Linked DNA regions of Sus scrofa: regions 1 and 2 are each linked to region 3. The links are chromatin contacts, called in public Hi-C and HiChIP or PLAC-seq maps. All regions are on one chromosome and are shown on one strand. The core of a region is the stretch at or near the end of the contact, and the rest is flanking DNA. Distances in the headings are between cores, read along the strand shown.

Region 1 (2,857 bases), core at 48-2,547, 120 kb before region 3:
CATCCTAGTTCTGAGATATTCTCGTTCCCTATCACCTTTTTTTTTTTTTTTTTCCTCTCTCTCATTATGGCCACACCTGTGGCATATGGAAGTTCCCAGGCTGGGGGTCGAATTGGAGTTGCAGTTGCCACCCTACACTGCAGCTCCAGCCACTTGGGATCTGAGCTGCATCTGCAAGCTATGCCAAAGCTTTTGGCAATGGCAGATCCTTAACACATTGAGAGGTCAGGGATGGAACCCGTCTACTCACAGACACCATGTTGGGTTCTTAACCCTGCTGAGCCACAGAGGAAAATCCCCTATCACCTTTCCTATTACCTGTCACGGATCACAGTTATATATTCATAGCATTATTTCATGAACATATGACTACAAGCTTCATGCAGCATGGGGAGGGGCTCTTCTCTAGTGCCTGGCACATTATAGGTACCTAATAAAGATGTGACTAAGTGAATAAATGAATGAATGAGCAGTACAGTGTGTGTTCAGTTAAGGTCTGAAGTTGGGTACAACCCAAATTCTCACTATCCAGTTATGTGACCTTTGGCATGCTTTTTTCCCCTCTAAGATTTTGTTTCCTCGTGGGTAAAATGGAGATAATAACAGCAGTTTCCTCACATGGCTGTCATGAGTTTAAATGAGAATTGGCAGAAAATAAGCACTTACTATTACTGTTATCGGTATTGCTGTTGTTGTCCTAACACTCTCTGGCTTTGCCTTGGTCCCTGGAATGAAATTATTACCAACTCAAATCTCCACTTTTTCTTTCTTGGTCAGTGGGAGGGGAGAAATCCTTGCTCAGCTTCTGGACAGCCTAGTCTTGGTCACTGGTCACTGTTGGTTTCCTGTCACCTTGGCTGCCTGGCTGACTCCCAGTGGTGTCAGCTAATTTCACCCACCCCTCTCAGCCATTGGCGGGCTACAGTCTTGTTTTCCTACAAGTCTTTACAGATCCAGTTCTTTGATTTATCTAGTTGTATCTTTTGTGACAGTACCCAGTTCCTAGGATCAAGCATAGTTTCTCTGAAGGGACATAAATTCACACTCAAAAGTGGTTCCACATTCCTAACTTCCAAACACTGTCCCCAGACCAACCACGTACCTCCTGACTTTTAGGATGACTTCCTGCCCCAACTAGGACAGTGTCTGGCAAGAAAATGGATGACTACTGTCCCTCCGTCCCTTGGGACATTTTAGCTTTGGGGACAAACAAGTTTAGTCACCGACGCTGAGGAAGGCCTCATGCAAAGAGAAGGCTCACTTGCTCAGTCAGCCGGACCAGACCAGACCAGACAAGCCTGATTTGCCTGAAGGTCCTGGCTCCCGGACCCTCACTGTATTTATAAGTCTTAACAGTGTAACTATGAATTCCATTCCGGTGATGTTGCTTCTGGCTGGCACATGGCCATGGTTTTTCCCGTCGTTCACAAGCAGTTTTGAGGCCTGCTGATATGGGCATGGAAAGCACTGGGCTCTCTTTTATGTAACCATGTGCATGCATTCTCTTGCAAGGTTGTCTTGGATATGTTTTACATGTCCTAAATATTTTCTGAAAAGATGGCTACTTCCACTTAGGGAGGAAAAAGTGCCTTCTCTCCTCTTGCCTCCCAAGATACTGCTTTGCAGAACACTCTATAAAAATAAAGAACTTTTTACTGAGTTTGGGATTTAAACAAAGACAAAGAAAAAGCAGTTTCTAAGCAGAAAACTGCAACAAAGACTTTACTTCTGACCAAATAACTTAAGAATGTCTGAACAAAAACAGCCCAAACCTGGCTAGTGCCAGAATTTCTCAGATAAGTAAAGAGAGGGGAAAAACACAAATCCGACCCCAAAGCACCAAGAAATCTCTGAATGGCAAAAAGAAAAAAATTCAAGATTGAAAAGGTTGTTACATACTTAAGACAGGCATTGTAACTGTTTCCTTAAAAGAGCAATTATTCCTCAGAGTGCTTCCTAATTAATTTTTCTTTTAGAAGCAGTTGGGAAGACCCTAGAGGGGTCCCACCTGTTCCTCCAGGAGGCCTTCTGCAAACCTAGGCATCCCTCTGGATCCGTGCTCTCTTAGATGCTCCTTTATCCCACAATGCCTTGAGCATCATGTCAGAAAGCATTTCCCACTACAGGTCTAGTCTTTCCACCTAGACTGTAAGCAGCCAGGCGTAGAATATAGGCTTCTATTTGCATTACCTCCACAGCACCTGCCATGGTGCCTTGAACACAAGACATCAATACATAGGAATTGATTAACTCACTTAAAAATTTACAAGTGTTTTATTCAAACCCATAATGAATAAACACCTGAATAAGTATTTTATTCCATTACACCAGGAAAAAAAGAAGAATCTGGTAATCCAGAAGTTTTAAGTTATTTTGAGTATTTATTCAATTTGGGGGAAAACTATAGAATCATTGGGCTGCAAAGAAATATAGCCACTTGGTGTATACTTTCATATAATATTTTATCTTGTAAAATCACATATAGATATCAAAGGCAGGTAAATCTAGAAAACACATTAATTTGCTCTATTTTGGTATCCTAGAGAAACCTCTTAAATCAGAAAGTATTATATTTAGGATACAAATGTGAGTTATATCAGTAGTTGGCAAGTTTTCAAAATTTTTACTCTCAATGGGATAATATGAAAATTGAAACAGCTTTAAAAAATATTTTTAATGAAATTCAGTCCAACTAATGAGTGATTTTCTACAACATGACTATCCTTTGGTCCCATTTTCAGAAAGAAAATTTGTGCTTTTTAGAAGATGGATATGATCACATTTGTGCCAAAAATTCCAGTTTACAAAAATACATCAAAATGCATTAAAATATTCTTTCAAAGATTTATAAATTTTG
Region 2 (2,700 bases), core at 101-2,600, 84 kb before region 3:
GATTCCAACTGACTGTGGGGTGTATGTTCCCTCTGCGTGATGTGTATGTAGGAGGCAAAGCAGCGGAGTCTAGAAGGGTGATGGTTAGAAGAGAAAGAAGAGGAACCAGTCGGTACTCAGGCAATGCTGAACTAAAGGAGGTCCTTCAAGAACCCAGGCCGTGGCAGATACTCTCGCCACATCCACTCTTGCCCATCCCTTCACCCTATTTTGAATGCCAATGCAATACCCCAAGTGTAAGACTGTGAGAGAAAGGAGAGAATCACAGAGATACTGGCCCTGAGGCTTGATATTTCTGAGTGACTAAATGAATACCAACCAGGCCCCATCTCCAGAAAGAGGGAATTGTGAACAGAAAAATCTCTATTTGTCTTAAACATTGTCACAGTCAGTGTTGGATTATTTGCAGTCCTCCCTCCCCACCCCCACCCCCCCCAAAAAAATCCTGATTTATTTGATAGGGAAGGCAGATCAAATACACTACTTATTCTCAGAGAGCTTTGAGGGGAGAGGGCAGTTTTGAAAAATTCAAGTAAAATTTAATATCCTTCAGAAGGTAAAACCAATTTAGCGTATGCTAGGGCCTCATAATTTTGTTTTCAACTTTCATGTCTGCAACAACGTAATATCATTACTCCATCCCCTGGTTCATGACATTTATTTAGAGGAAGGACAAGACGTATATAGTTGTAACCATGGAATTGCTTTGTTGACTGTTTGTATATATGTTTATCTAAATCTCTAATCTTATTTTTCTGTATAAGCCAAAGGTATCGGCTAATGGGATTCTTGGCTTAGCCTCAGTCTTTTTATAATACTGGATCATTTTCAGAGACTTTTAAGAGAAATGTGACATCACAAATGGAAGGAGCAAAATAATCTTGCACGGTCACTAGCAAACTACATGACACTGTGGAAGTTACTTCAACTCCCTGAACCTCATAGGGCTCATCTATAAATCAAAGAGCTGAATTAGGTCATTCTTTCAGCTTGATGTCCTAAAAAGTTTGATTAGCAGCAGCCAAGTTGTCTACTCACAGCAATTTTATGATTCTTTTTCACCAACATGTAATATGTCATATTTCCAATACATCACCATGGACAAGAATTTAAATTTTAAAATGTATATTTGATAGGGTCAGAGTTCATAAAACTCAATGGCATTCTCTGACTCAAAGAGCCATTTCCTTCCTGGTTCATAAGTTTCTATGTTAGTGCTTTCAAAAGGTGATGTGAAGTCCTTGCATCTGGCTGGGTCCCACCCAAAAGGTGGGATATTCTGGAGCAGAATATCTGGAGGTGGCACCCGGAAATCTGTACACTCCCTAGCATCCTGTGACATTCTGACCACTGATTGGAAATAAGTGTCACTAAACGTATGAAAATGAGACTGAAGTAGATGAAAATTATATAAAGGGTGTGATAATTAAACAAAAAGCTCAGTCACAAATTCAGTTCTTTCCTAAAGGGGCTGACTTTAAGGTAATTTATAATGTTCTCAGAGAAAAGCTTAAACTTAACCCTCAAGGAGTATGATATGTTAACATAAACAGAATTCACAGAAATCAAAATGAAAAATCTTCCCCCAGGATTTTGACTCCGCTCATTTTGCTTCCTCTTGTTTTCCCTCCTCCAGTTACCATTTGTGTTTGTTTTTTAAATTTAATCCTTTGGGGGAAAAAAATCCTTGTTTTAATGCTCTGTTTCATCTGCCATCCAAGAAACAGCAAGCTTTTAGATCAACTGGTTGCAAGCGCTATATTTTTACAGTTTACTATGTCACCTTCCTGTACTTTCTGGCTTCTTTTCTATTCTACCATCCATCAGAAACCAAATAATTTGCATTTACTTTGCATCTCTATAGATGTCTTCATGGCAAGGCATGACAGTAATCGTTACATGATTGTCTAGTGGTAAACTGCTTCCCCAGGAGTTAAAAGTTTAAGAATTCCTATTCTGTGGGAATCCCTCTGTGGTGCAGTGGGTTAAGGTTCAGACCACAGTGGCTCAGGTTGCTGCAGAAGTGCAGGTTTGATCCCTAGCCCGGTGCAGATCAGCATGGCGGCAGCTGTGGTGTAGGTCTCAGCTGTGGCTCATATTCAATCCCTGGCTTGAGAACTTTCATACGCAGTTGGTGCAGCCATAAAATAACAATTTTTTAAATAAAAATTTAATTATTCCTATTCTAGTTTGTATATTTGGGTTGAGCATACCATGATATTGTCATATCTACATAAACAATTTATTTCTCAAGCTTATGTTATTCACCCTAAGATTAGTTTTACCATCATGTCTTTAATCAATTATGATTTAATAATTTTTATTACAAATCAGTAAAAATAACAGGTTCTCTAAAATATCACATCTAATTCAGGTATACTTTGATTATACTTCCTATGGCTGCTAAAAGTAGAAACTAGATCTGTAAGAGAACAACATTGTTTTCTAATGTTTCAGAGGCAATAGGCCATTTGAAAGGCAAGATAGATCAAAACAAACACAGAGAATCAAAAAAGGCTGAAGCCATTATAACTCCAACAACTTAACAGCAATATTAGTCACTGTTATTTCATCACAGTAATATGTTTGGCATTTCTAAAATGTTTCTCAATCAAAAAAAATGTCCGCGCATCTTGCAAAAAAAAAAAAAAATCAAACTATTAATGAATCACAGAGAGCACCTAAAAAGGAAGTCTGATG
Region 3 (2,905 bases), core at 205-2,704:
ACTAGGTACTTTGTAAACACAAGATGGGGGGGGCGAGGGTAGAGCAAGAATTCAGGGATGGTCAAGCGAGAGACAGAAACAGACAGCAAAGGGAAATGAGAGAGGTGTTAATAGAGAGCTGGCCCCCCCCTCACCTAGTTGTTTCCGAAGATTCTTTATGGGGTTGTTTCTGCAGAGAAACACATTTCTACCATGATCTATGTAACCCACAGCATTTACTTTTCCTCAGGTTTTTTTTTTTTTTTTTAAAGTGCTGTTTCAGACGCTTTTTGAAGTCAATGCTCAAAACGTACAAAAATCAAGAGAGACTGTCTTTTGGCTTTTAATTTTTCCTCCCTTTCCCTTCGCTCCGGTGTTTTCTCCTCTTGGGGGGGGGGGTACTGTAGGATGTTGTCTTCTCCCCAAAGAGGGAGACGGCTTTTCAATTGTTAATGTCAGTAATTGGACTTTTGGACCATGCTTTTTTCTTCAGCTAATCCAATCACCGGTAAAAATCCTCATTCCCTCTAAGGTTTCCCAGCCTTAAATGAAAGCAGTCTGAAGTCACTAGCCACTGAGAAGAGAATCCTTCAACACATTTTTTTTTCCTTTCCCGCTTACGTTTCTATTCCTCACCCCCGGCTCGATTCTAATACAGTATCAAGAGAGACAAACTCTTCCGAGAGTAATTTACAAACGATGGTCAAACTTACAAACTTCCAGCAAATTGCACCGAGTCATGTCCAGCCACTTTTCTGTCCACTTTTGTACATTCCATCCCCGGCCAGTGGATCTGAGGGTCTGGACTCTCAATAAGCAATGTGGTTCTACCTCTTGGATTGCTCCGCTTTAGAGATGGAAAAGAAAGTAGCTGGTCTTTTCCTTTCTCTTTCCCGTCTGTTGTTCGCCGCTTGGCTGACACTGGCTCCGCTGCCCGGAGTCACGGCGATACACAGGCTTTCATTGTGCTCCGATAGGAGAGGGAGAGAAAGAGAGTGAGACAGAGGGAGAAAGAGAGAGCCAGCGAGCTGCAGAGGGGGGTGGGGGGGCGGAGGGCGGGGGGAGAGCTGGCCCGAGGCTCCCTGGTGGAAGGCGGGTGCCACTGCACGGGCGAGCCAGGCGGCCGGCGCCGGGGAAAGGGGAACGCAGAGGGCCTCCCAGCGGCTGAAGAGGTGAATCCCAAAGCCTGCGCATCTCCGCGGCGCGCGCAGCTCGGCCTCCGACTGGGCTCGGGGGTGGGGGAGGGGGGAAGGCTGGGGAAATTCCCCAGCCTCTACCCGACGACTTCACGAGCTCGAAACGTTGAAGAAATTCCCGCCCAGGGAATGTATTTTCCCATGCAGACCTCCGTTCTCCCCGCCCTTGCCCCCGAGGATGTCATTTTCATTTTTCAATATGTTGTCGATGACACCCCTGAGCACCTTAGCGAGAGTTGGGTGAGCACGGAGGAAACGCTCATTCGTGTCAGGGAGACACAGGGTGTGTGCGCGCGGGTCGGGGAGGGGGGGAGGGTGGGGGAGGGGAGAGGAACTCGCACCCTCAGCTCCTAAAGGGCAGGAGAGTGTCAGTCTACCTGCCCGCCTGTGGTGTGCGTCTCTGATAAGTCAATAGGGGATTACGAGCGAATCAGTAGCAATAAAAATAAAATACTCTACCATGGTGAAATTACCAATACCAGTTCTAGAAGGGGAAAAAAAAAGATTTCCTTGAAAATACAAGTTTGCCTACGACGAACCAAAAATGCAAGATCTGAGGTCTCCACAGCTGTCCGATTTACATCTATAATGAGGAAAATCATTCCGTTAGCAGTAGTTTCAAGAAGTTTAATAACACAAACCAAATCTCAGACACTGAATGTTGTCCCCTCTTCAGACAATCCTACCTTTAAGGTCTCCAAAAGTATACTGAATTCTGTTTGTTGTCAGTTACGGAGAATAAATTAAGATGAGCACACTGTTATTATAATCAGGACCATAAATGTTCTATGTATCCTAACTTGGAAGTCATTTCAATTTGAGGTCTCAAGCAATGGGGCTTTTTTAATCTAAACCAACTCTGCCATTTCAATAACACGGTCCTACTTCAAACTGAGTTGAAGAGAAATGAATGGGCAAAATCAAAGCAAACATTTTAAGACTGGATTTATCTATAGTTTAGTTCTCTTTAGGCTGGCCTACATTGGTCCATTTCATTTTCACAAATCCTGGAATGTTAGTTTGGAACCAGGAACAAGTGCATTCTGATGGCATATAACTTTGCTACTTTTCATTGGAACATATTTTATCTGTCTCTTCCAAGGCTAAGTTCCTCACCACTCAAGAAGAAAGGCAGAAATATATTGTTGTTGGGTATGCAAATTTGAATAGAGAATTCCCTCTATTAAAAAGAATTCCTCATTAAAAAGTGAATGAGTTTCGATCATATTACATTTTTTTAAAGGTGCATCCATTAGACATTACTTTCTTTCTACCACTCCTGACACTTTATATCCAGCAGTAATACTTGACAAAAGAGAAAAAATTAAATCTAAAACTTACCATTCACTGTACAGTCCTGCAATAGCATGGGTTTTGATTAATAACAGAGTCCTTAGTCAAATCTGCAACTCTTATATAAACTTTGATTTCTATGCTAGATAGGGACATACCTTAAGAACTTGGTCAAGCAAGAATTTGATAAATTTTCATTCTATATTCTAATGGTGTAGGACACTCCTCTACAATGTCTTTTATACACATTTAAACTTATGGCCATTTGATTTCAAGCTGACGTCATCATCCACATCCTCATTTCCATTCACATCAGTTACTATTTATTTACACTCAGTTTCAGGCACAGTACTTCCCTGATTTCTCCCTTAATCTACCCAAATCCTGAGGGAGAGGTATTACTAACTCCACCCAGAAATGAAGAAACTGAGGCTCAT

The links. A called contact is a pair of places that touch in the nucleus more often than the background predicts. HiChIP or PLAC-seq counts read pairs in DNA pulled down with a chosen protein or histone mark.
Region 1: a contact with region 3 is called in a Hi-C map of subcutaneous adipose tissue, with 2.7 times the contacts expected there. The contact joins the enhancer-like site here to the promoter of MAML2 in region 3. A contact is called at or near these places in 6 of 47 Hi-C or Micro-C datasets (embryonic fibroblasts, mesenteric adipose tissue, retroperitoneal adipose tissue and 2 more) and 2 of 2 datasets of contacts at active chromatin or transcription factors (alveolar macrophages and skeletal muscle).
Region 2: an H3K27ac HiChIP or PLAC-seq map of alveolar macrophages shows a contact between it and region 3. The contact joins the enhancer-like site here to the promoter of MAML2 in region 3. A contact is called at or near these places in 1 of 5 promoter capture datasets (liver), 9 of 47 Hi-C or Micro-C datasets (adipocytes, alveolar macrophages, embryonic fibroblasts and 6 more) and 2 of 2 datasets of contacts at active chromatin or transcription factors (alveolar macrophages and skeletal muscle).

What each region holds. Positions count from the first base shown.
Region 1 is chr9:28,256,139-28,258,995 of Sscrofa11.1, forward strand. All of the region lies in intron 1 of MAML2 (mastermind-like protein 2), which reads right to left. Among named protein-coding and RNA genes, the nearest start is that of MAML2, 120 kb to the right of the region's middle. Within about 2 kb of position 1,298, at least 38 of the 83 cell types and tissues checked have an H3K27ac peak or open chromatin away from gene starts, as enhancers often do. A contact at or near this core is called in retroperitoneal adipose tissue and subcutaneous adipose tissue, where this site is marked.
Region 2 is chr9:28,287,796-28,290,495 of Sscrofa11.1, forward strand. All of the region lies in intron 1 of MAML2 (mastermind-like protein 2), which reads right to left. Among named protein-coding and RNA genes, the nearest start is that of MAML2, 84 kb to the right of the region's middle. Within about 2 kb of position 1,351, at least 22 of the 83 cell types and tissues checked have an H3K27ac peak or open chromatin away from gene starts, as enhancers often do. A contact at or near this core is called in alveolar macrophages, mesenteric adipose tissue, skeletal muscle and 1 more, where this site is marked.
Region 3 is chr9:28,371,528-28,374,432 of Sscrofa11.1, forward strand. MAML2 (mastermind-like protein 2) reads right to left here and starts at 1,455. Exons shown (of 4, transcript XM_021102335.1): 1 at 1-1,455.